2 separate regions of the Hordeum vulgare genome follow, and region 1 is linked to region 2. Evidence: chromatin contacts called from public Hi-C data. All regions are on one chromosome and are shown on one strand. The core of a region is the stretch at or near the end of the contact, and the rest is flanking DNA. Distances in the headings are between cores, read along the strand shown.

Region 1 (4,083 bases), core at 1,374-3,873, 360 kb before region 2:
GGGTGGTCATACCTATCAATAAAGAAAGATTAGAAGTTACAGGTTTCATACCATTGCATGGCAAGCTTCCTGGTGGCCATAGGGTGTGACATAATCTGTGGAAGGTGTTGCCGCCATCGCCTGATTACCTATACTAGTAGCTGGGGCCTCTTCCTGGTTCCCGTGAGCAGCTTGCTTCTGCTGTTGCTCATCAGCTCTATGATCACCTGCACAAGAAATTGTTGCATAAAAATGAGACAGACATAGTTGATTGGATTTCCATGTATGTTTAAGAAAAATGGAACAACTGAGAATTTATGGTGCAGATATTATCAACATGTCAACATTTATGGCATGTGGCAACTGATATCGATGCAAATACTGCAGAATGATATCAACAGATAAGGAATGAAAAACCAGCATGTCCGGTAATCTTACCAGCTAATAGACATGACAGCTGGTATACCACTGTGTAATGCTACACAATTCAGTGCTGGTAAACAACTACAAATACAGCATTACAGACATACTGACATTATTTAATTGGATGACTCCGTAATCTTATTCATATATGTATAAGGACTACGCTCTAGTATGTAATGGATTTCATAATACACCTAAAATGAGGTCTATTACAATTCCCACATACACCAAAGATCCAATTACATGATCCAAGAGTTGTAAAAAGCATAACCATTATGGTCAAAATTCCAACCACACACTGCCCTACCTAGTAGCTATTACTGCTAAGGTTCAAAATTGACATGGCAAAGAACTGGGTGACAGAAGCTACAAAGCATGGACAAAACTGCCGAATTGATGTCCTAATTCGGCGGGACGCGGCGATACGGCCGGACACAATGGGATACATGTGTCCCCCAGTATCCCTTGATTTCCGAGTTAAAAAAGGAAAAGAGAAGACGTATGGAATAGGTTGGGGACACGAGAAGCCCAGTAACAGCCTCGGCCCGAGATAAACCCTATTTTGCAGGGTCGAACACGCGCTCGCCACAAAAGGAACGCTGCTCCCAATCGAAAACGCCATCGTCACCACTGCCTGGATTTGACTGCCGTCGTCACCTGGACTCGACCGCCACCGCCGCCGCCTGGACTCAACCACCTGATGGCAACCACGCTCGAGCAGATAATCCCAGCAGCCCCCCCTCAACCTCTTCATCTCATTGCTCAATTTCTTGCTGATGAGTTGCTGCTGCTTGCTTCCCCATGCGGCCATGCCGCTGCTGCTTGCTCTTGAGCTGCTGCTCACTTGCATGCTGGTGCCTGGTGCTGCTGTTTTGATTGTTGCTTGATGTTAGGGAACCACCACCAGTAGCGAACCATCCATGGGTGAGGGTGAAAGTTATACCTGCATGATCCTCTGCTGCATGTCTTCTCCAGTCTCTACTCTCTAATAGACTAATACTAGCATTTGCTCTATATTGCAAGTTGCAATGGCATGGGTCTAGACGATCAATTAATTCAATCGTTGAGCACTTGAAAAGGCAGGCAACAAATGGAAATGGGACAGTATTCTGATCTCATCTCTGTTTCTCTTTATTTATTTATTTTGTTTTTCACTCTATATTACAGGGCATGTTTTATTTTTCTATATATATACTCGACGTATCCTAAAATGGCTGTTTCTGGAAAATGCCCTATCCCGTGTCCCCGTATGCGTATCGCCGTGCCCGTGTCTCCATATCCGTATCCGTGCTTTTTACTAGGACGGAAGCATACCTGAAACAGCGTCGGCGACAGAGGTCATGGTTTGTTACTTTCCAAAGCGAAGCGCAACCAGTGTCAAGCTCGGAGAAAAGACACGGCACTCAAGACCCTCATTCCATGCTGCAGCAGGAAAGCACGCCGATACCTTCTCCGAGACCAAACTGCAAAGGCTCGTCCTGAAACGGGAAACAGGAAGAAAAAATTAAAGAAAACCGAGCTTCTGCTAAGACCCCCTACCACAGCTTATTTCTGTTCATAATTCCCCACAGAATAAAAGTTTGTTTCAGCTCATGGGCACTGAAGCTACGGCAGCAAGGCCGGCCTATGTTATGTAGTATACAGGCAGCCAGTTGCGCGACATTCAGATTTGAAAGCCAGTAGCGTCCACACGAGAACCATCCACCGGATGTCCGCAAAGGCGATACAAGGGCCGCGTCGCGCGATCGATGACCGACGCCGCGGCTGGCTGGATTTCGCAGCGGGCAGCAAAGAGCGCAATCAATTCACCGCGGGCACGCGGCAGCGAGCGAGGGTTCAGTCCGTCGAACCCCTTCAATTTTTCCCAGAAACGAAACGCTAATCAGGCACCCACGCCGCGCAGCAGGGGAACCCGCGGGGCGATAGTATTCGGGCGGGAGTGCGCGGCGGAGCTGAGGGCCAGGTAGAACAATCGGAGCGGACCTAGGGTTCGTTCGCCGCGTCGGCGCTTACCAGCGGGAGGGATCGGGTTCGGTGCTTACCGACGGATCCCCGCCCCGCGGCGGAGGGCGACGGCGACGGCGACGGCGGGCGCGGGCGCGAGGGGGCGAGAGAATTCCCTGGCGGTGGAGGGGGCGTGTACGGCGGAGAGGGGTCGACGACGACGCCGCGAAAGAGAGGGGGGAGGCGGAGAGAGGATAAGGATGGGAGGGGATTCTCGAGTTCCTTGGGGGTGTTTTCGTATATGTATCGCTGAGTGTGAGTGGATGGATGGATGTGGACGGATGGGAACCAACCAACGGACGGAAACTTCCGGGCGCTTGTTGGAGCCGTACCATTGATCCGAACCTTCCAAATTGACACCTGCTCTGCTACAAAACCCTTTTCGGTTTTTCCAGTGGTCATCAAGGTTTTTGTTTAATGCTTTCTTTCTTTCTTCTTCCACGGGCCTACTACTATGGCCTGAGTATTTTTTATTGCATGCGGTGAGTTTTTTTGTGTGATTATTAATTGAGAAACAGCTCGTCACACGTAAATATATCTTTATCGTTACAAGGTAGTTGGTGGTGGTTCATAAAAATCCGATAAAACAAACATTGCAGGTGAGTTGGTGGTGGTTCATTTTTCTTTTCTTTTCTGATAGGAAAGATGCCTCCAGAAGTCGCATGTCTTATCGAAATTGACGCAACACTACAACAGGATAAAGTAGGTAGTTAAAACTTGTACGTCCGTGTTCTTCCTTCTTACAAGCAGGACCCCAAAGATAAAAAAATAAATATACTGCAATTTGGTCCAAAAGCAGCTAGCGACATCACGTGACGTTTGGCCCACCATCATCGACTGAAACATTGTGAGCATCGGGCAAGGAGGTAGAGGATCGTCATGGAGATTGAAAGAGGCTTGTTGGACACTCATACTCTTTCGAGCCTAGGTCCGTGGGCTAAGGTCAACAAAATAAGCACTAAGATTCTGGTTATCGAAAAAAATCACTCATGAACCTAGACGAATGAAGATCTCCGAGTGGCAAAATTTCTGACAAAGCGAGGTGATATCTCAACCTGATGGGACAAGCTGATCGGAACGAGTCGAAACAGGCGCGCCAACGCGAGAACGGTAGACTTGTCCACACGATCTGGAATATGCGAAAAGAGAGACGTAGAAGATTATTCACGGGATGTCGCGTGACTCACTGTGAAGTGTCAATGTTGGCATATGAGGCCACCAAGCAACAATAAACAATGTTTGGATGTGTCGCGCCGGCCATGGTAATCGGCTAAATGGACATTGCAATTGTTTAGTGTTTCATTTTTGTAACGTTTTCCCACAAAATGTGCAACTCTTTGTATATTATGTTTATCTCTTTCTTTCTTGATTAATGAAAGTAGTCAATGCTCATGCCGGTTGCTCAAAAGAAACAAGACAAAGGTCATTTTTATAGAAATAATATCTTATATTTTTCACTTTAATTGGTTGGAGTAAAATTTATTGAGGGCGTAGTCAAACTTAGACCATAGCATAATTACATCAATCAAGTGCATATTGAATGCCCTTCTTAAATAAGACCATTGGACAACAAACCTACCCATAATGACCCTTACGATTTCCGGATCATCTGGCATCTAGAGCAAATATATTCAGCTAGCTTTTTGATTAGGACGAACGGGAATCTTTATGTCAGGA
Region 2 (4,247 bases), core at 172-2,671:
AGTTCATGAGAAACATCTCAGATGAACTATAAGTGTTTTGCCTCGATTTATTTTTTGGGGTTATTAGCCAGTATGAATCTGATATAGAACACATATACATGAAAACAATATAAGCTAGACATTCCATCACACAAATTAATAAACAAAATCAATTTTCAACTTTACGAGCACGATAGTTCCTGCTAGCTAGTTGTATAATTTGTTTTTTTATCATTGCTTTGGTTAGCTTCTGTAGGGACCTTTTGCTTTTCAGTTTTTGTTTGCCTTGTTTTGGTTGGGCCGCTACAAATTCTGCATCATCTTGACAGTTTCTTCTAATATAAAATGTGAAACATAAGGGCGCTTGTTCGAGAAAAAGGATATCAAATTTACAAGCATTTCTCTGAATAATATGGTTAGTTCTTATATAATCGGCAATGAGTACCACACCTGTATGTGCTCCCGTGATCGAACATCCCACAAATGGATATGCCTATCAAAGCCACCAGTAGCCAAGTATCGCCCATCAGAACTAACAGCCAGCGCAAGGACATGCTGGCTTCTCTTTTTAGACAGAGGAGCCTTAGCATGGTGCGAGACCAACACCTTTTCAGTTGGCCACAAATACTTGTCGCTTTTCCCGGTCTCAACATCCCAATGGAGGATAACTCCATCTTTGGACGCCGAAAACCCCTTGTCACTGTCCTTCGACAGAGCAACGGCTGTCACTGGTTGCCGGTGCTTGGCTATAAATTTGAATCCATCCTGCTGTCCCGGCGGTAACACCCTGCAAATTGCAATGATGCACATGGTCAACAGTTGTACCATACCATTTTGATTTGAGTGAGGCAGTCCAAGGGATGCGGCTATAGCATCAATACAACCGGGTGGCAAAACGGAAGGACACTAAAAATTACAGTACAAAACTCGGAGAATCGCTGCTCACCTCGCGGCGAGGCTCAGGCGCTGCCTGCCGCTCTCCACGAGCTGCTTCTTCCGGAGGAGCTTGGCGACCCGCCTCCCGCCGGGCAAACCATCATCCTCGTCGTCGTCATCTTCGTCGTCGTCCCCCTCTTCCTCCTTGTTCCTCTTCACGGCGTCGGCGATCCTCTCCAGGTACTCCTTGGTCATCCGCATCCGCTTCTCCCCGGCCGTCTCCCGGTCCTCCTCCTCCTCCTCCTCCTCCCCATCCTCGCCCACGACGGCGCCGCCCAGCGCGAGGGCGTCGTCGTCGCTGTCCCCGCTCTCGATGTCCTCGTCCGCGCGGGCGCGGCGGCGCTTGGGCTCCGCCTCGAAGAAGGGGTCGTCTCCGGCGGCGGCGGACGAGGGGCGCTTGCCCTTGCCCTTGCCCCGCGGCGGCGGCGGCGGCTTCTTGCTGCTGCGGTTGCCGCGCGGCGCCATTGGTCGGTGTGGTGGGGGGGCGGGGGGGAGGAAGGGGGCGGCAAGTTAGGGTTTTAGGGCTCCTTTCTGCGGCGGGGTTTTGCGCCGGAGTCTGACCGCCCAGTTAGCACCGTTTCGTGGGCTTTTTGTGGGCCTGTGCTGATGCTGGGCAGGAAACTATGCTTTGGAGTTCTTCTCACACCTAGGCCCATTTGCGTGGTTACATATTCTCTCTCTTTTTTTTTGCGAGGGATTCTCTTTTATTTATGCGGGAGCGAGGTAGGAGAAGGTGCTTCGCGGGAGCTTGAGTGTGCAGCGCGCGGGAGCGGGCGCACGAAATAAGCGACGCGCGATGCCGTTTCGCCCCACGCGTTGAACCTTTTATGCAGCGTACACGGTTTTTCAGCCTTCGCTGGAGCGTCCGAGTTAGGTGTGCGCGCCCAAAAAAACGTTTTTTTCCAACGCGTCGCTTATATAGCGCGACTGTTGGAGATGCTCTAAGTGTACGCATATAGTACTGTTTTAGGGCTAGTTTTTTAGGGAAATTTTTCTAGGGCTAGTCGTGCTTTCGCTTCACCCGCGCCCCACCCGCCTCGCCGTCGACGAATTCGCTCGATGGACGACCACGCCGACATCACCCTCACCCATCCGTACGCGCGCGACCCCGCCGACAACGCCGGCGCAAACCCTAGCACGGGGAGCTCTGGCTTCGCCCCTGTCGGTGCTCATCCAACCATGGGTCTCGCACGCGGCCTTTTCATGGCGCCACGGACGACCTCGGCAGCGACTGGCGGCACCCCGACGCCCGTCCTAAAGCCACGTGTCCCCTCCTCGAAGCTCCCAAATGCGGCGGTGGCGAAGAAAGGCAAGGTCTCCGCGAAGAAGAACAAGACGGCGGATGGATCCTCTAGACGGACGAAGAAGAAACTTGCAGGTCATACGAAGGATGCGGTGGCGACAGAAGCGTCGGCGAGCTCGCTTGCTGCATCAACGGGCGATGCGCACAATATGTTCGATGAAATGACCCTAAGGTAAAATTTTGCTCAATTTTTTCGATGTTGTTTTTTGATGAATGAATAAATATGGATAGCTTATTTGGCTTGTTGTACATACTTTGTAGTTTAAATGATATATATATACATACATATATATATATATACATATATATATATATAAACTCTATTCATCATCCAGGGTGCAGAATAGTTTATTCTTCACTCGAGGTAATCTTACGATTATTTTACAAATAAATTCCATTTAAGATACAAATAGTTACATTTATATTGAATCATTATGTAAATTTGACAAAAGAAAAACAAAAATGTAGGCCACAACAATAGAAAAAATTGAATTTATTGTATTTTTTGCACTATTTTTGTATGTTCGTAATTTTACGTGACATAAAATATTTTTACGTTGATTATTTTTTTTGGTCTGTTTCTACGTATAAAATAAGATAAAATTTACGAAATGTAAAATTACGATGCATTGATGTTAAAATAAAGGAGGTGAAGAATAACTATTTTTCATCCAGGGTGACGAATAGCGTGACCTTATAACTTCACATGTGAAGTAAGAACTGAAATGCATGTGAAGTAATATTACAATGTATAATTAAGGACTCTTAAAATTGACCGTCAGAAACAAATGTGTCATGCATGTGAGGTAAGATTATGTCATGCATGTGTGAGGAGAGGTAAAATTATAACATGGCGAATGAGAATTCAATGCATGTGAGGTAAGATTACAACTTGATGTTGAGGTAAGATTACGATGTGTGTGAGATAAAATTACTACATCCAAAAAAAATCATGTCTTTTACGATTTTACACCAAGGTGAAGAATTCTTATTCTTCACCCTGGATGACAAATAGACTTTCTATATATATATATATATATATATATATATATATATATATATATATATATATATATATATATAACATGGCGAATGAGAATTCAATGCGTGTGAGGTAAGATTACAACTTGATGTTGAGGTAAGATTACGATGTGTGTGAGACTACATCCAAAAAAATCATGTCTTTTGCGATTTTACACCAAGGTGAAGAATTCTTATTCTTCACCCTGGATGACATATAGACTTTCTATATGTGTGTGTGTGTGTGTCAACTATGGGTGTTGGCTCCAACAATTTGCATTGGTCTCAAACCAACAAGGTGAATTTTGATGATCATGAATTTGATGTGGATGAGGATGGTGAGGGTATCGTCAGTGCACCGAAAGAAAGAGCGGGCAACTACACCATGAACGAAGACGTCTTGCTATGCAATACATGGTTGCAAGTGTCTAGGGATGCCACCGTTGGAGGGGACCAAAGTAGAGATGCATATTGGATCCGGATGAAGGAGCACTTTTATTTGCACAACAAAAGTGGAATTGACCGCACGGAAAGAGCCCTCCGTTTCCGGTAGTCAACAATCAACAGATATTGTTAAAAGTGGGCGGCCGCACTTAAGACGGTTGACACGTTAAACCCAAGTGGCACTAATGATAGAGATAGGGTAAGTGTCATTTCTTTCATGATTCTTTCATGTTCATGCTTCTTCTTTGTTCATGGTTTTTTGGTGTTTCAAGTGCTAACTTGTTCTTTTGTTTGTAGCTCACTATTGCACAAAACTTATTTCGAGGAGAGGAGAAGAAAACCAAGAAAGGAAATATGAAGAAAGGGAGACCATTTACCTTGCCCCATTGTTATGAGGTGTTGAAGGATGATGAGAAATGGAAGCCCCGTGAAGATGTCAATGAGGAGACCAACAAACACAAGAGAAATATTGATTTGGATGATGATGAGGCGAAGGCATCAAGTGATGAAGGCAAGAGGCTATTGTGAACACAAGAAAGGAAGATAGCGAGGTGAGGACGATGGC

What was found. Hi-C and Micro-C count contacts between places; a contact is called where the count stands out from the background.
Region 1: a Hi-C map of seedling shows a contact between it and region 2, with 6 times the contacts expected there. The contact joins the promoter of LOC123396343 here to the promoter of LOC123395013 in region 2. A contact is called at or near these places in 4 of 6 Hi-C or Micro-C datasets (leaf and seedling) and 1 of 1 datasets of contacts at active chromatin or transcription factors (embryo).

The regions. Positions count from the first base shown.
Region 1 is chr5H:23,684,517-23,688,599 of MorexV3_pseudomolecules_assembly, reverse strand. It overlaps LOC123396343 (nuclear transcription factor Y subunit A-7), which reads right to left and starts at 2,623. Exons shown (of 6, transcript XM_045091298.1): 1 at 2,416-2,623; 2 at 1,717-1,880; 3 at 52-206. The coding sequence starts at 1,744.
Region 2 is chr5H:23,321,325-23,325,571 of MorexV3_pseudomolecules_assembly, reverse strand. It overlaps LOC123395013 (U3 snoRNP-associated protein-like YAOH), which reads right to left and starts at 1,421. Exons shown (of 8, transcript XM_045089920.1): 1 at 926-1,421; 2 at 430-766. The coding sequence starts at 1,380.